3 separate regions of the Mus musculus genome follow, and all the other regions are linked to region 3. The links are chromatin contacts, called in public HiChIP or PLAC-seq maps. All regions are on one chromosome and are shown on one strand. Each heading gives the region's core, a stretch centred on a gene start, on an enhancer-like site or on the middle of the called end of the contact. The rest is flanking DNA. Distances are from core to core; before and after follow the strand shown.

Region 1 (4,568 bases), core at 593-3,092, 260 kb after region 3:
TTCTCCTCCCCTCCCTTCTGTTACCCTGACTCCTCCTCACTTGAGCTCTGCCTTAAGACACAGTGGGGAATAGTCCAGAATAAAGGTGTGAGGTCCTTATTCCAAAGACAGGAGAAAATAGCCTTGCAGATCCTAAAAGACAAGACCTTTTCTTTCTTGCTTATTCTGAAGTTTCTCTACGTATCTTAGCAGGGGAGCTTTCTGTCTGTGGTTTGAGATGTGAGCTCTCAGCGGCTGCTCTAGGCGCCTGCCACCTCCGCTCCAACACCATTTATTCTCCAGAAGCAAAACCCAAATAAACCCTTCTTCTCTCAGGCCTTGGTTACGGTGTTTTACCACAGGAAGGTGATTGACAGATGAAGCCTTCAATTACCCACACTGTACTTGTGTTAGATCAATACACTGGATCCCACCCAATCCAAAACCACACTTAGTATCTTCACCTTAAAAAGATTTGTTTCATGTTCAGACTGATGCTGCTTCCTCCTCTCTGGGGGTCAGATGCTGCCGGGCCTCAGTGCCTAGCCTGGGCTGCCCATTTTCTGACAGCCGCCCAAGTTCTCAGTTCTACACCTTCAGCACCAAGAAACTGGAACTGTTTCCTGGGACTGATGGGAAGAAATGACTACAGACTGGAAGGCTTATAGCTAAGAGAAAGGACCTCCCTTGGATTCCTGAGGCTACCGAGGAAACCTGGGCTAAGCATCTCAGCAGGGCACAGCAGGCTCCCCCCCACCCCCAGTCCTTTTCATCTTTGACCCCAGGCAAGCCTTGGTCTCGGACTCCCTGTCACGTGATGCATGGCTCTTTGTCCTCACCCTTCTTACCACAACAGTTGCTGCTGCAGAGAACACCCCAGATCTAGGATGACTTCACCCCAAGATGTATTCACTAAAGATCATTTTTCTGACGTTCAGAGAAGATGTCTTTTGAGTTAGTCAGTCGGCTGGCTAACAAGGAGAATATTGAAAAGTGAGCCCAGATTCTCATCTCTCAGTGGTTTTCTGTTTGTTTTTCAACTTTGGGCAGGAAACCCACATAGGCTATGAAGTTCATATCTCTGAAGTTCCTTTTTCTTTTCATTCCAAGAATTTGTACCCCTCTGGGCTGCTCTGCTCTTCCCAAGTCCAAATGCAGTCCTCCCAGCCTCTTAGATGGATACGGCTGGCTCAGTACCCAGTGTCTCCAGCTTGAGCTTGATCTGGATAGTGTTCACAGGGAAGAGAGACTCTAGAGCCAGCTCGGCTTGCTTGTCTATAGCTTCTCTCCAGCAATAGATGTTATTTGGATTGTTCTCTGACGTTGGGCAAGCATCTTTGGCACTTTTCCAGCTTTTCTAGCTGTGTTAGTACACTTGTTCCGATTGGTCTTCACAGACAGACAGAGTCAGAAGAAGTCAGAGACGTCCGTCCTTCTTCTATTCTAAGCAGGAGTGTTCACAGGGACTCCCTCAGGTGTAGTATTTTGGAAACTTTAGATTTTAAGGGAGTGCTAGTTAGGTCCCATCCCCTCCCTTCTCACTGTGTTTGGAAAAGGAGGTTGTGTCTCTGTTGAAATGGTCACTTGGCAAAGGGATACAGCTGAGATGCAAAGGAAGAGAGGGCTTGTGAAACAGAGCAGTCAGCGCCACGCAGAACCTCCAGAACCGCCTTCAGGGTTTAGAGGCAGCGCAGACCAAAAGGGCGCCGTTGTCGTTAGTGCCTTCCGGCTGCCGAGATAAATCACCATGACCAAGGCAGTTTATAAAAGGAAAGGTTCATTTGGCTTCTTGTTCTAGAGAGTCCACCATGGTAGGGAGGCGTGGCCTGCGGGAGCAGGAAGCAGATGGAATGAACTGTAATGCTGAGCTTTTCAGACTCTCCGAGCCAAACTCCAGTGATGACGCACTTCCTCTCATAAGGCGGCACTGTCTAAAGTCTTCCCAAGCAGATCCACCACCAGCTGGAAACCAAGTGTTCAATACGTGAGCCTATGGGAGCATTTCTCGTTCAAACCACCACAGTCGAAGGACAACCGAAAGACTAGCTATTGGCTTGGTCAGCTGAGATGTGAGCACAGGGGCTTCCTTCCTACAGAGGGTGGGGCTTCCTTCCTACAGAGGGTGGGGCGTCCTACAGAGGGAGGAGCTTCCCACAGAGGGGCATTGAGCACAGGAGCTTCCTACAGGGGCAGTGAGCACTGGGGCTTCCTACAGAGGGGCAGTGTGCTACACCTTTACTTTGTACAGACCTCAGGCTCTCTGATGCTGGTGGCGTTACGAGCCGATTTTACAGATTGACAAAAGTGAAACCCAGGGAAGTTAATTAACCCTCCAGTCCGTTTCAAGGTACAGCCTTTAAAGAGTAGCCCAGGGTGATCTTGAACTTGCTGTGTGACCAAACAATGACCTTGATTTTTTTTTTTTTTAGACAGAGTTTCTCCATGTAGCTCTGGCTGTACTGGAACTGGCTCTGTAGACCAGGCTGGGATTAAAGGCATGCACTATCACACCAAGTGACCTTGAACATCTGCCCTGCCTCTACCTGCTGGGCGGGCTCCATGTTACTACTCCCTGTGCACATAGTGCTGGGAAGGAACCCCAGGCTTGTGTATGTTAGGAAGCCCCCTTTACCAGCTGAGCTTTGGTTAACTAGAACGAGCCTCCTAGGGCTGGAGAGCTGGCTCCGAGGTTAAGAGCACCTCTTCCAGAGGTCCTGAGTTCAATTCCCAGCAACCACATGGTGGCTCACAACCATCTGTAATGAGATCTGATGCCCTCTGCTGGAGTGTCTGAAGAAAGAGACAGTATACTCACATACATAAAATACATAAATCTCATTTTTGTTTTTGTAAAGAAAGGAGCTTCCTAGCTGAGATGACCTTGAACCCAGGTCTTTCTGCCTCTAGTTCCTGAGTGCTGGGTTTGCAGCTTTGGTAGTAGTAGATCCTCTCTAACATCCTAGGATGGGGCCTTTAATTCACTTAATATTCTAGTAAAGCCACATGAAAATTATAAAATTACATTTATTTATTTTATTGTTGTGTATGTGTGAGGATTTGCTCTGTATACATGTATGCTTGCATGAATTTATGTGGACCATTCAATTGCAGGAGCTGAGGAGACCAGACGACAGCATTGAGCAGGTGCCTTGGAACTGGAGTTGCAGACAGTTCCGAGCCACCATGTGAGTGCTGGAAACCAAGTCCAGGTCCCCTGTAAAAGAAACTGCTGTCTCTCAGCTCCCAAGGCCTCCTTCTTAACCAGCAAATGCAAACCGACGAGGGAGTGAACTCTGAGAACCCAATGGATCCTCATTGTGTACTTTCCGATGTAAAGAATCTTTAGAAAAGCATCCTTACCCTGATTCCCAGTTGTTCACACTCCTTCCCATCTGATAATTGACGCTCGTTAATTATTCGTTAGAGAACAAGCAGGAAAGTCCACACCCCGCTGGAGACACCACGCCCTGCTGGCCTACAAGTTCTTCCCTGTCCATCTCCTGAGAATAGAAATACTCTCTCACGTAACCTCAGAATGATTACGAAAATTAGGAAATTTATTGTTGGACACTACTATTATCCAACTCAGAATTTATATTCAAATTTCATCAATTTACAAAATAACATCGTTTGTAACTTATGCCCCGACCCAGGCTCCGATCCAGGATGATGCTGCGCCTTCAGCTGTCATGCCTCGTTAGATTCTTTATTCTGAAGTGGCTCCTTAGCCTTTCTGTCTGATGCTCCTCAAAATTAGTTCCAGGTGATGTGGAATTAGTGTGCCTGGACCCGGGCCTGGACACGGGCTCTCCTTGTGTCTGTCAAAGGGCGCAGGATTTTCTCTTACCTCGCTGCTATTCATTACCGTGAGAACACGCCCCACCCCACAGGCTCACATTCTGAATGTCTCCAGCTGGTGGCGCTCTTTTGGGAGGTTGCGGAAGCTGTAGGAGGTGGGGCCTTAGTGAAGGAAAGAGCCCCTTGGGGGTGGGTCCTTGGGTCTTGTGGTGCTTTGAATGTCCGCCCATAGGCTTATGTACCTGAACAGTTGGCAATGCTGTTTGGGGAGGTTATAGAACCTTTAGAATGTTCAGCCCTGTTGGAGAAAGTGTGTGGCCAGGGACGGGCTTTTTTGATCGTTCCTAGCGGTGGCCTTCTCCCAGTTCACTCTGTGGTTACTGAGTGTGGTTAAAGATGTGCACCCTCAGATTCCTGCTGCCCCTCCCCCCATCATAGTCGCTTCTTAGGGATTCATAAGCCTAGATGCATGGTAGAAAAACTCTGTAGCAAGACATTAGAAGACAACATCAACTATGAGAGAGAACAATCAAACAAAAAGCCGGAGCAGAAAACGTAAGAGTTAGGCTGACAACTCAGTGAGTGGAAACATTTGCGCACAAGCCTGACGGCCTGAGTTTGATCCCTGGGAGCCATGTAAAGAGAAAGAGAAATGATAAGAGAGTGGCCCTCTGGCCTCACATGTGAGCTGCAGCTCACACCCCTACATAGCCATTTTGGGCATATCAGAGAGCATGATGGGAGATGGTGAGCCCATGGCTGGACTTCTCTGGAAGGCTATTGGAGAATTG
Region 2 (4,728 bases), core at 781-3,280, 370 kb after region 3:
TTTGTTTCTAACTAGAAAACACAAATGGAGTTAAAGGAGAATAGTGCAGGCAGTCTTCCGCAGTGGTTATCGTCTCCGAGGTGACCCAGGTGGCTGAGGAAAGTTGCTACAGAAAGGGCCCAGGCACATGTAGAGTTTGACTTTTTCACCTGAGGGAAGAAACTCGGCCAGCTGTTCACTTTCTGCGTGTCAGGAAGCCCCATCACACAGAGTTTTGATGGAGAAAGAGCATTTTAGATGCAGAAAACCTTCTGTGTGCAGAGATACCTCCTTTCAAACATGATTAGTCTGTCTTGTCTGTAGCTTTCTGTTCAAATTATTTGTGATTCTACTAAGGAAAAACATTTCTTTGTAGCCACAACAGTCGTCTGAGCGGATGCAAATGAGCGTGTGAAGGGTTGAATTACCAACAGGGGACACTCCGGGCAGATCATCCTGGGTGCTGTCTGTCCTAGCTGGGTGAGTGCAAAGGACAGAGAGCCAAGCAAGGCTGCCATTTACTCTGTCTTTGGTAGAGATGGGAAGAAGACACAGAAGCCATTCCCAGAATCTTCTAGAAGTAATTTCTTAGAACCTTCTGGTCCACTCTGAGAGCTTCCCACAGCTTCTGGAGTGTCCCGCTACCTTGTAACATAGGCGTTGTTTCACTGAACAGATTTGTAAGTAGGCAGCATGGAACCTTGGGAAAATCACATCTCCAGGACAAGGGCAGATGCCTCTGTGGGGGTGAAGCCTACGAGAGACCCCAGTTCCTCTAGGCTGGCTGCCTGACGAAGGGACCATATGAACAGCTTCTTAGCTCTGTTCTCCTGTGAGAACAGAGTAAGCAGAGACCTGCACCCCATGTTGCCTTTTGTCTGAGAAGGGAATGTCGGGGGGGGGGGGGAGGGAACTTTCCAGAAAGAAGGGTTTCTTGGCTCTTGGCTTCTGGAGTCACAGAGATTCACAGCTTGGAGTCAGAGGGAAGGGTCAAATTGTGCCAATCAGTGGAGCTTGGCTCCGAGTTCTGCTATACCAAACCTAACGGTCATAAAGCGCTGGCCCCACAGACTAGCCATGACCAGTGGTGGACATCATTCTCTTACACGCCACCCTGCACAAGGTAAGGGTGCGTCAGCTTCAAATGTTTGTCTTTAATAATATAGAAATTATTAATTAATATAATAATTAGTCACTTGTCTCTAATAATAAAGATAGCAATTAGATAATTAAAAGCTAGTCACATACAAGGCTCTGGTCAGAAGGGAACTAGAAAAACACAGAGTCAAACACTTCAGGGTATTAGCCACCGCTTTTAAGAGTAACGCTTCTTGGGACTGGAGAGCAACACTCAAGACTCTGCACTGCTTCTGCAGAGGGACCTGGATTTGTCTCCAGTCGCGGGTGGCTTACAGCTGCCTGTAACTCCAGCTCCAGGGCCCCATGGCCTCTTCTTGTCTCTGCGGTATTCCTCCCGTGTGTGCATCCACCCACGAAGACACACAAACACACGGCTTTTTAAAAATTAACTTTAAAAAAAAATCTAAAACTAAAAAGTAAAGAATTCTAAAAGAACTAGACAATTGGGTCCATGTGGAAGAGAAAACTGGGCCTTTAGAGACAGAACAGAACCAATGTCCACCACCAATGTCTCGTTTCTGCACCAGAGCATCAGGAAAAGGAACACCCGGGAGAAGTAATCACAAACAGGGCGTCCAAGGACAACTATTCTTAAAACTGAGCTCTGGTGTCTTAAGCAGACAAGCTTACTTTTCCTGAGCAATAGAAGAATAAGCAACAAGAAAAAGGGAAAGAAAAAGGAATTAGGACATTAAATGTAAACGCCGTGGTGGATGCCTGAAGAGTGCCGATCCCCCTCCCAGCCAAACACTGTGACCGGCTGTCTCTTCTGTTTTCTCCCCAGAGAATTAAGAAACGACTGTATGATAATTCATTTGCCTTTAGCACAGGAACCACAAGGATATAACCACATATTACTCAAAAATGGGGAGTTCATGTCACATTATTTTCCGTTGGTGAGTAATGGACGGGAAACGGGAAATGTCACTAGAAGGCTGGCCGGCCATCTGGTGGGAGCTTTCCTGTGACCACGGCAGCTGATCAGTGTGGAAAGACTACAGCAGCGGGGTCTCAAGCTGTTAGGCTTCTCCAGGGAACTTGGGTTCATGCATGGAAGGCAGGCAATAAAGTCCAATTATTCTGGATGCGGCTGCAAAAGGCGTATGAAAATTATCTCACGCAGGGCAACGCTGCCGCTAAGTGTTTTTTAAAACAGCCATCAGTCATCCCAGGTAACGGAATCAAACAAGCCAATCCATCTCAGAGGAATGGCTCATTAATCAAAAGGTGGTGGTGAGATGCTGGCAATCTTTCATTGTTCCACGTGTGATATTTTAAATCCGACGTGCTGACAGGATGGTTGGTGGGTAGGAAATTATCACACCCAAGGAGGACTGCCAAACTCCACAGTGCCAGACCACTTGTGGGTCATCATTTATCACGGATCCCTGGTTTGCCCTGCTGAGGCGTTGGAGTCTTACCCAGTAGACATGGAGCCTGTAGTTGAAAACTTGACAGTGCTATAGACTCTTACTATTGAGTAATTGAAACTTTGGGGGAACCGTGAGGGCCCCTGGGGGCCTCAGAGCAGAGTCTTGACCATGGCTTCCCTAGACTCCAGAGGTCCTGATGCTCACAGCTGGGTCAGGGCAGGGCAGGGCAGGTCTATGAGGATGCGATTTCTTCTCAGCCCTCAGAGTTGCCGCTTCAGGAGCGCAGTAAGACTCTGCTACTTAGCTTGGGAAAGCCTGCAGAAAAGATTAATCACAACAGAAAGAAATTCTTCTGGTGTATGATTGAGCTAACTTCATGAGCGTCGAGTGCTAGCGGTTGCCTTGTGGGGCTTGACGTTTATTTAAATTGAGCATGCTTTTAAAAACAGTAATAACTAAGGGCTTCATCGGGTTCCGTTTGTCTCTACCTCAGTACAGATGAAACCCTCCACGGTCCTGCTGGGCTTTGTCTTGTGGGCTAATAAAGTCCACAGACTTTCCTAGGCTTAGTTTTGCCTAGAGGGAGGCGCCATGTGAAGAATTGAGTAAAAAGGGGAGATAGCTCAGCTGGGGAGATGGCTTACCCAGTGAGGTGCACAAACAGGGGACCCTGAGTTCAGTCCTTAGCAGGCATGGAAACACCAGGCTCCATGGCACAGAGCGTGTTCATAATACCAGGCCTGAGTGAGGGGCCTGGTAGGTCCCCAGAGCTCACTGCCTTCCCCCAATCAATGAGGTCCCGGTATAATGAGGCCCTGTCTCCAAAACTGAGATGGAAAGTGACTGAAGAAGTCACCTCTGGCCTCTGGCAGGCATGAACATGTACAGATGCATACAGGTCACACAATAATAGTAACAGCAATAATGAACTACGGGGACTGAAAGCTCCTGTTGGAGGGAAGTGAATTGGTGACTATGATGAGAGTTCATAGTGATTTAGTAGTTCGTTACTCTCCTAGATGTCAATGAAGGGTTTGGCTTTTGCTCTAAATGGATACTTTTAATTTGCCAACTAAAATTATTAAAAATATAACTTTTTTCTTTAAAAAAAAAAAGAAATCTACTTTCTTGTATAAGAGTGTAAGCACTTGTCAGTGCGCATGTACACATGTGTAGGCAGGTGTGAGTACACATGTGTATATGTGTGTGCAGGTGCCACAGAGGCCTAAAGAGTGCTTAGAACTAGGGTTACAGGGGTCTTACATGGATGCTGGGATTTGAACTCTGATCCTCAAGACTGAGTGAGCAGCCAGTGTTCTTAACCACTGAACTATTTCTTCAGCCTCAGAGCCATCATCAGCTCTCAACAGTCCTGTTTCTCCTTAATAAGAACATCTTGAGGTTGAATGGTTAAAACGCACCCAACTTCTACATAGGTCAGCTCTGAGCATCATTCAGAGCCTTGAGTTCCATCTAGTGCACTGGGTGTGGTGGGAATATCTGCAATCTCAGCATGTTCAAGGTCATTCTCAGCTGTACGGTGTGCTTGAGGCAAGCCTGAGTCACAAGAGACTCCATCTCAAACACAAACAACAAACAAATAAAAAGATACCACAGTCAGCCACCAGCAGACAAGAGAATGCGGGGTCCCCAGTAGTTCTTTGCTACCGTTCCCAAGACAGGCTTTCTGTGTGGAGGGCAGTGGTGTGGCTGGTGAAGGCAGACACCGATGGTCTCTTTTTTCACTCAGAGGGCATTTGCTGTAGGCACCCCACACATGTGCCCCACCTGTGGTAGCACACCCTGCCCTCCCTAGGCTGTGGTTTGCCAGCTCTGGAAGTCAACATTTGAAGTCTCTGCCAAATTTCCAAAAAGTCCCATCTGGCCCCTCTCACCCTCCCAGCCCTGTGTCCCACTCTGTCACCAGCCCTCCTGTCCCCATCTGATTTGCTCAGTGTTTTCTGAGCAGTCACTCCACCATCCCATTCCTGGCCCAGAGACGACCCTCTGCCATCCTCCCATCCTTCACAACTCAGTTTGATGTTGGGTGTGATGAAGAAGACCTGTTGTCCCAGAATTTGGGGAGCTGAGACAGGAGGATGGAAAGTTCCAAGTCCACCTGAACCACACAGTAAAGAGCCTGTGTGGGGGCTGCTTTTGTTTTGACACAGCCTATGGCCTAAGAAGGAAGTCTCGTCGAAGGGTCTGCATCAGATGGGCGCCTCTGGGAAGGACC
Region 3 (5,013 bases), core at 896-3,395:
AAAGGGGCTGTGCTTTAAGATAATCACAAGGGGCTTTCTCCTCACAGTGGAACCAGAAGCTGCCTGCCTCAGGCCCTGTGTGTGCCGTAGTACTCTAGTCTCCCACACAACTGAGTGACCTCCATACTCACGGTTCACTTAAAGGAAAATTTAGTAGTTAGTGAGTTCTTTTAAATCTTACCTTTAAGGACTCTAAGGACTTTAAGTCTGAGTGGAATGAGATAGAAAGAGTTCTCTTCAGTCACTTAGAAATTTGGAGCAGGGATTATCAGGACTGAAACAAAACCATGTAGCAGACTCTAGCTGCCCTCCTGTTTGCTCCGTTCTTTAAGCTTCTATAAATGCTAACTGAATTAAAGCACTCAGTATTCAAAGAAAATAACTTAAATGTAAAAGAATAATAGAGGAGTAATTTCCCACAGTTAACTTTTCATATCACATCTATCTGTACATTAAGCTGTATCCCACAGGTGTTGTGTAAGTGAGATGCATGGCCCTTCCTAAGCTACCTCCACTGTTTTAAAGGTCCATTTATATTTGAGAATATAGCAAATGTAAGCAAAACATTCGCTTAATAAGTCAAAAGCAATTAACCGGCAAGGCAAAGATAAAGGGATAGCTGTGGCAATTAATCTTTGCTGACAAAGCCCGGTGCTTGAGTGTATTTGCACAGAGAACAGAAGATCCTGCAAGAGTTCTTGCAGACAGGGCCAGACAAGGGTGGGAGCTTTTAACTGCACTGTCTGGGCACCTGAGGTGGATGGAGGTCTGCCTGCTTTGCAGTGTGGTACATAATCAGCTTTTCTCTAAGGGGGCTGGGCTTTGCCCCTCCCTCCCCCATGCTCTGGTTTATAGAAGAACCCTCCTCTCCCACCGCTGCATGTAATTACCATGCAAAGCCCATGTCCTCAGCTGTTTGCTTTTCAAGGACGGAGGAGCAATCGCGAGCCCAGTGGGCCCATTAGCACCTCCGTTCACTCTGGGCTCTACCCACCAGACCTTCAGGAACTTACTTGTGGGTTAGGCCAAGCTAAGCACGAGAGAGGAGTCCTTCCCCCGGGTTTTGGTTTTGTTTTCAAAGTTATTATAGACGTGGTGCCGCTTTCTGGATTGACTATTGCCTACAACAGTCACATTTAGCTTACCGGACGTTCAGTTCTGGTCAGTTCAGCATCTCCGGGGGGAGGCGACATCCACGGTCTCCACGGGGCTGGAATGGAACTGGAAACAAGCACCAGGAGAGACTGAACTCCTGGCGTTTCTGCCGCCCCGCCCCCCCAAAGGTTACTATGAGGTTGATACCATAGTGTCTGTTTGACAAAGAGTCCCTGCACACACCATGATCCCTTAAGGTCTGTCTGCCGATGGGCCAGTCAGTACTTTACCTGTTCCTGCCTCCTGAAGAATTCTCCGGGCTCTGCTTCCTAGTACACTCTGAGATGGGAAGCCCCAAATCTAACCTATTATTAGGGCGCGTGTGAGTGGAGATTATTTTTTCTCCTAGCAAATCTCTCATTGATACCTCAAATTTTTCTAATACAGATGGTTGGTTTCAAGTACACCACCTCTGCTGCTGGAGACTCCTTAGACTACTATGCCAAAGGCGTTTCTGCATCGCCAAACTGCTCCGCTTCCTACCTACCCAGCTAATCTGATTTCCTTAAACTTCACAGCTTTAAAGATAGCGATGTCCCTGGATGGGCAAACACCGATCCCCAGCGTAGGGCAGGAGACTGTCACTTTGTGATAGACCGCAGGATCCTTTTATAAATTTCTTATGGGGCCCCCAGCCTTCAGTATTTTCCAGCTGGATCAATTTCAGATCCTCAATACACGCAAGTGTTGCCCATTTCCTTGCCAGATATCCGCGGGGTCCCTGCACTTCAGACAGGAGTTTGCAGTAGTCGATCTCAGGTTAAGGAGCTCAGTGTCTGGGTGCACCTCCACCGGGGCCACAGGACACCCTCACCTTTCGGGCCCGCGTGGCAGCGGTAGCCTCCCGGGATCATCCCCCGGACAGTGGCAGAGGCGTCCCCGCGCCTCCCGGACTCCGGCCGCCTCCGGTCTCATGGTGCGGGTGTCGCGCGAATCTCTCAGCCCGACGGCGCCTGGTCCCCCTGGCTGAACGCGCTCACCTACCCGCTCACTCGGCGCCAGGTTTAAAAACTGGGGCGGGGCGGGGAGGGGACTCGGGGAAACTGCGCCCCGTGGGGAGGGGGAGGGCAAGGGACCTCGGGAAGGGACGGAGGAAGCAGAGGGTGGAGACCAGAAAGGCTCAAGGAAGAGAGCAGGGTCGGGACGGCGGGGAGGGGTGTGTGTCCAGAGTGGAGAAAGGACAAAAGAAAACCAGGAGGGTCACTGGCGGAGCGGGAAGCGCAGGGCGGGACAGACGGCCTACAGGGCCTCCGAGATGACGGGTGGCGGCTGCGCGTCCCGGGGAACAATTTTCCCCACTGCTGAGCAACTCCTGGGGCCGCTGCCCTCGGGGCTCTGATCCCTAAAAGCATGAAGCCCCACCCCGCACCCCAGTTCTCCCAGAGTTTCCCTTTCAGCACTGTGAGAGGTGGTGAGTGTGGGGCACAGAGTCCTCGCTACACCGAGGGTCAGGACAGCTCCACGAGTGGGTGACAGCTGGGTTTACGAAGCCAGGCGAGGGTTTAGGCGCAACCTCCGCACCGACGAAAGCCTTAAGATGGGGGAGGGGTGCTTCCTGTTAGGGGTCACCAGTCAGGACCCCGGGTACCCCTTTGCCCAATAACCTGTTCTCCAGTGCCAGGTGACTGCATGTGAACACTGTAGCTTGGTCTGTGTCATTTAAATTAAGTGACTCGGGTTTTAAAAACCGAGAGGGGTGGGGAATAAAATGTTTTCGAATGGTTTATTTAAGATCTGGGGAATATTTAACACCAATTAAGGGCAAATAGGAAAGAGGGAGTATTTACAAATTTTATTTACAGTATTAAAAGCCCTGAATATAAAGCAGGAAGCTGGGAGTGAGCAAACAATGTGAACTCACGAACACAGTTAAGGTGTCAGTGGTTTCTTGTTGTTTTAATAAAAAAACACCTAGATGTGGGTGCCTTTTAAAGAACTTTGATAACGTGTATCTGTGAGCCCAAAGAATGAAAAGGTATCTAGTGACAGCCAAGTGTTCCCAATAGTATGTAAAGGATGGGGGTATGTTATATAGCTGATAAAAACACACTCATGTTGAGCCATCACTCAGGAGGCAGAGGCAAGGGGATCTCTGTGAGTTCAAGGCCAGCCTGGTCTACAGAGTGAGTTCCAGGACAGTCTAAGGATGCACAGAGAAACCCTGTCTCAGAAACTTAAATAAATAAATAAATAAATTTGTGCAGGTCTCTTTTCTCTCCTAGTCCTGTGTCTGAAATCCAGGAACTCTACGGAGTCCTGAACACTATGGAAAATTAGATAAAAGGTTATTTTTAGATCATTTTATCTTATGTGTGTTTTACCTGCATGCAGGTCTGCCCACCATGTTACCTTTCCATCCTCTGGAACTGGAGTTACAGACGGTTGTGAGCCACCATATGGCCGTTGAGAACCAAATCTGAGTCCTCTGCAAGAGCAACAAGTGCCCTTAACCATTGAGCTGTGTCTCCAGCCCCTAGATACAAGGTTTAGAAAGAGGAGCTGCTTAGGGTAACTTTGTTTTTACATTTGTTTGTTTGTTTGTTTGCTTATGTGTATGGGCAAGACATGTGGGGGCCAGAAGACATCTTGTGGGGGGCTGCTCTTTCTGTCTCCCAGGTGGATTCTGGGATGAAGCTCAGCATTTCTTGGCTTCTTTATCTGATGAGTTATCTTACTGACCCAGCTTTAAGGATTTTTAAAATGTTTTCTAAATTTTCAACAATGAACGTATTGCTTTTTTTACTGTTGCAAAATAGAATTCAAACTTACCATTTTAATCGTTTTCAAATCTACACTTAAGTGAGTGAGATAAAGCACTCACATCCCCTTCCCATACCCACTTCATCCCAGATGCTTTTTTGTTTGTTTGTTTGTTTGTATTTTTTTGGTTTTTCGAGACAGGGTTTCTCTGTGTAGCCCCAGCTGTCCTGGAACTCACTTTGTAGACCAGGCTGGCCTCGAACTCAGAAATCTGCCTGCCTCTGCCTCCCGAGTGCTGGGATTAAAGGCATGCACCACCACCGCCTGGCTCCCCAGAAGGTTTTGATCCCACACTGAAGCTGCCCCTGCTTTGGACCTAGATTCCCCTCCCCCACCCTGGGTAACCACTACTCTAATTTCTGTATCTATAAAAGTAACTGTTGTGTTCCTTTGTGAAGTATATAATGTTATCATCCTCATTCCAAGCCTACAAATTAGGCATTATCTTCAGTCTGCAGATTAAGAAACCATATCTTGTTCCTGGGTAGGAGAGATGGCTCAGTGGTTCAGAGCCTGTAACTGATCCTGCAGAGGACTGGGGTTCAAGTACTCATATTAGGTGTTTCTCGACAAGCTGTAACTTAAGGGAATCTAACGCTCTCTCATGTGGGCACCAGCATTCATGGGCACATACCTGCATGTTGTGCCAGGAAGCATTTGTGAGCCCCAAAAGACTACCAAGGAGCTGACTCTGATGTAATTGCATTAGGGTCTGTTTATTACAACTTGAGCTTGGGCACTCTGTCAACCCTGAGACAGCAGGACGGGAAGGTAGAGCAGCCCCGAGCCCTCACCAGGATAAGGTTTTATAGGGAATGACAAGCAAACAAGGGGGGTTAAGCCAACAGGTGGGTGCTTTGAAGCAAAACCACGAACAATCACAAATGGGCTGAAAGTACATTTGAAACAATCAGACTAATCTTTGATTGACTGTTGCTAGGAAGTAGCTCGGGAGTAACCCTTGGGGTATGAGCCAAGGATAAGCCATGGGGTCCTTCCTGGTACTTGGGAGTGGCTTGCGTTCAGCTGTAGGACAAATTTTCAGACTCTTTCTTTTAAGATGGAGGCCGGTTCCAAGATGGAGTAGGTTTGGTCTCC

The links. HiChIP or PLAC-seq counts read pairs in DNA pulled down with a chosen protein or histone mark.
Region 1: an H3K4me3 HiChIP or PLAC-seq map of embryonic stem cells shows a contact between it and region 3, with 2.9 times the contacts expected there. The contact joins the enhancer-like site here to the promoter of Ripply3 in region 3. A contact is called at or near these places in 13 of 39 promoter capture datasets (the 3T3-L1 cell line, the C10 cell line, cranial neural crest and 7 more), 2 of 484 Hi-C or Micro-C datasets (both in embryonic stem cells), 14 of 115 datasets of contacts at active chromatin or transcription factors (bone marrow-derived macrophages, embryonic stem cells, epiblast stem cells and 4 more) and 1 of 9 other capture datasets (liver).
Region 2: an H3K4me3 HiChIP or PLAC-seq map of bone marrow-derived macrophages shows a contact between it and region 3, with 2.7 times the contacts expected there. The contact joins the enhancer-like site here to the promoter of Ripply3 in region 3. A contact is called at or near these places in 9 of 39 promoter capture datasets (the 3T3-L1 cell line, the C10 cell line, cranial neural crest and 6 more), 6 of 484 Hi-C or Micro-C datasets (CD8 T cells, the HL-1 cell line, embryonic fibroblasts and 2 more), 19 of 115 datasets of contacts at active chromatin or transcription factors (the HPC-7 cell line, acute myeloid leukemia, bone marrow-derived macrophages and 10 more) and 2 of 9 other capture datasets (adipose tissue and pancreatic islet).

The regions. Positions count from the first base shown.
Region 1 is chr16:94,063,720-94,068,287 of GRCm38.p6, reverse strand. The region is part of intron 1 of Gm31175 (a long non-coding RNA gene); the gene reads left to right. Among named protein-coding and RNA genes, the nearest start is that of Gm31175, 19 kb to the left of the region's middle. Within about 2 kb of position 1,842, at least 58 of the 459 cell types and tissues checked have an H3K27ac peak or open chromatin away from gene starts, as enhancers often do. A contact at or near this core is called in embryonic stem cells and memory CD8 T cells, where this site is marked.
Region 2 is chr16:93,954,918-93,959,645 of GRCm38.p6, reverse strand. It overlaps Gm31012 (a long non-coding RNA gene), which reads right to left. Exons shown (of 2, transcript XR_385072.3): 2 at 1,924-2,807. It also overlaps a transcript of Cldn14 not described here. Among named protein-coding and RNA genes, the nearest start is that of Cldn14, 28 kb to the right of the region's middle. Within about 2 kb of position 2,030, at least 26 of the 459 cell types and tissues checked have an H3K27ac peak or open chromatin away from gene starts, as enhancers often do. A contact at or near this core is called in the HPC-7 cell line, acute myeloid leukemia and bone marrow-derived macrophages, where this site is marked.
Region 3 is chr16:94,325,554-94,330,566 of GRCm38.p6, reverse strand. It overlaps Ripply3 (ripply transcriptional repressor 3), which reads right to left and starts at 2,145. Exons shown (of 4, transcript NM_133229.2): 1 at 1,970-2,145; 2 at 1,146-1,221. The coding sequence starts at 2,070.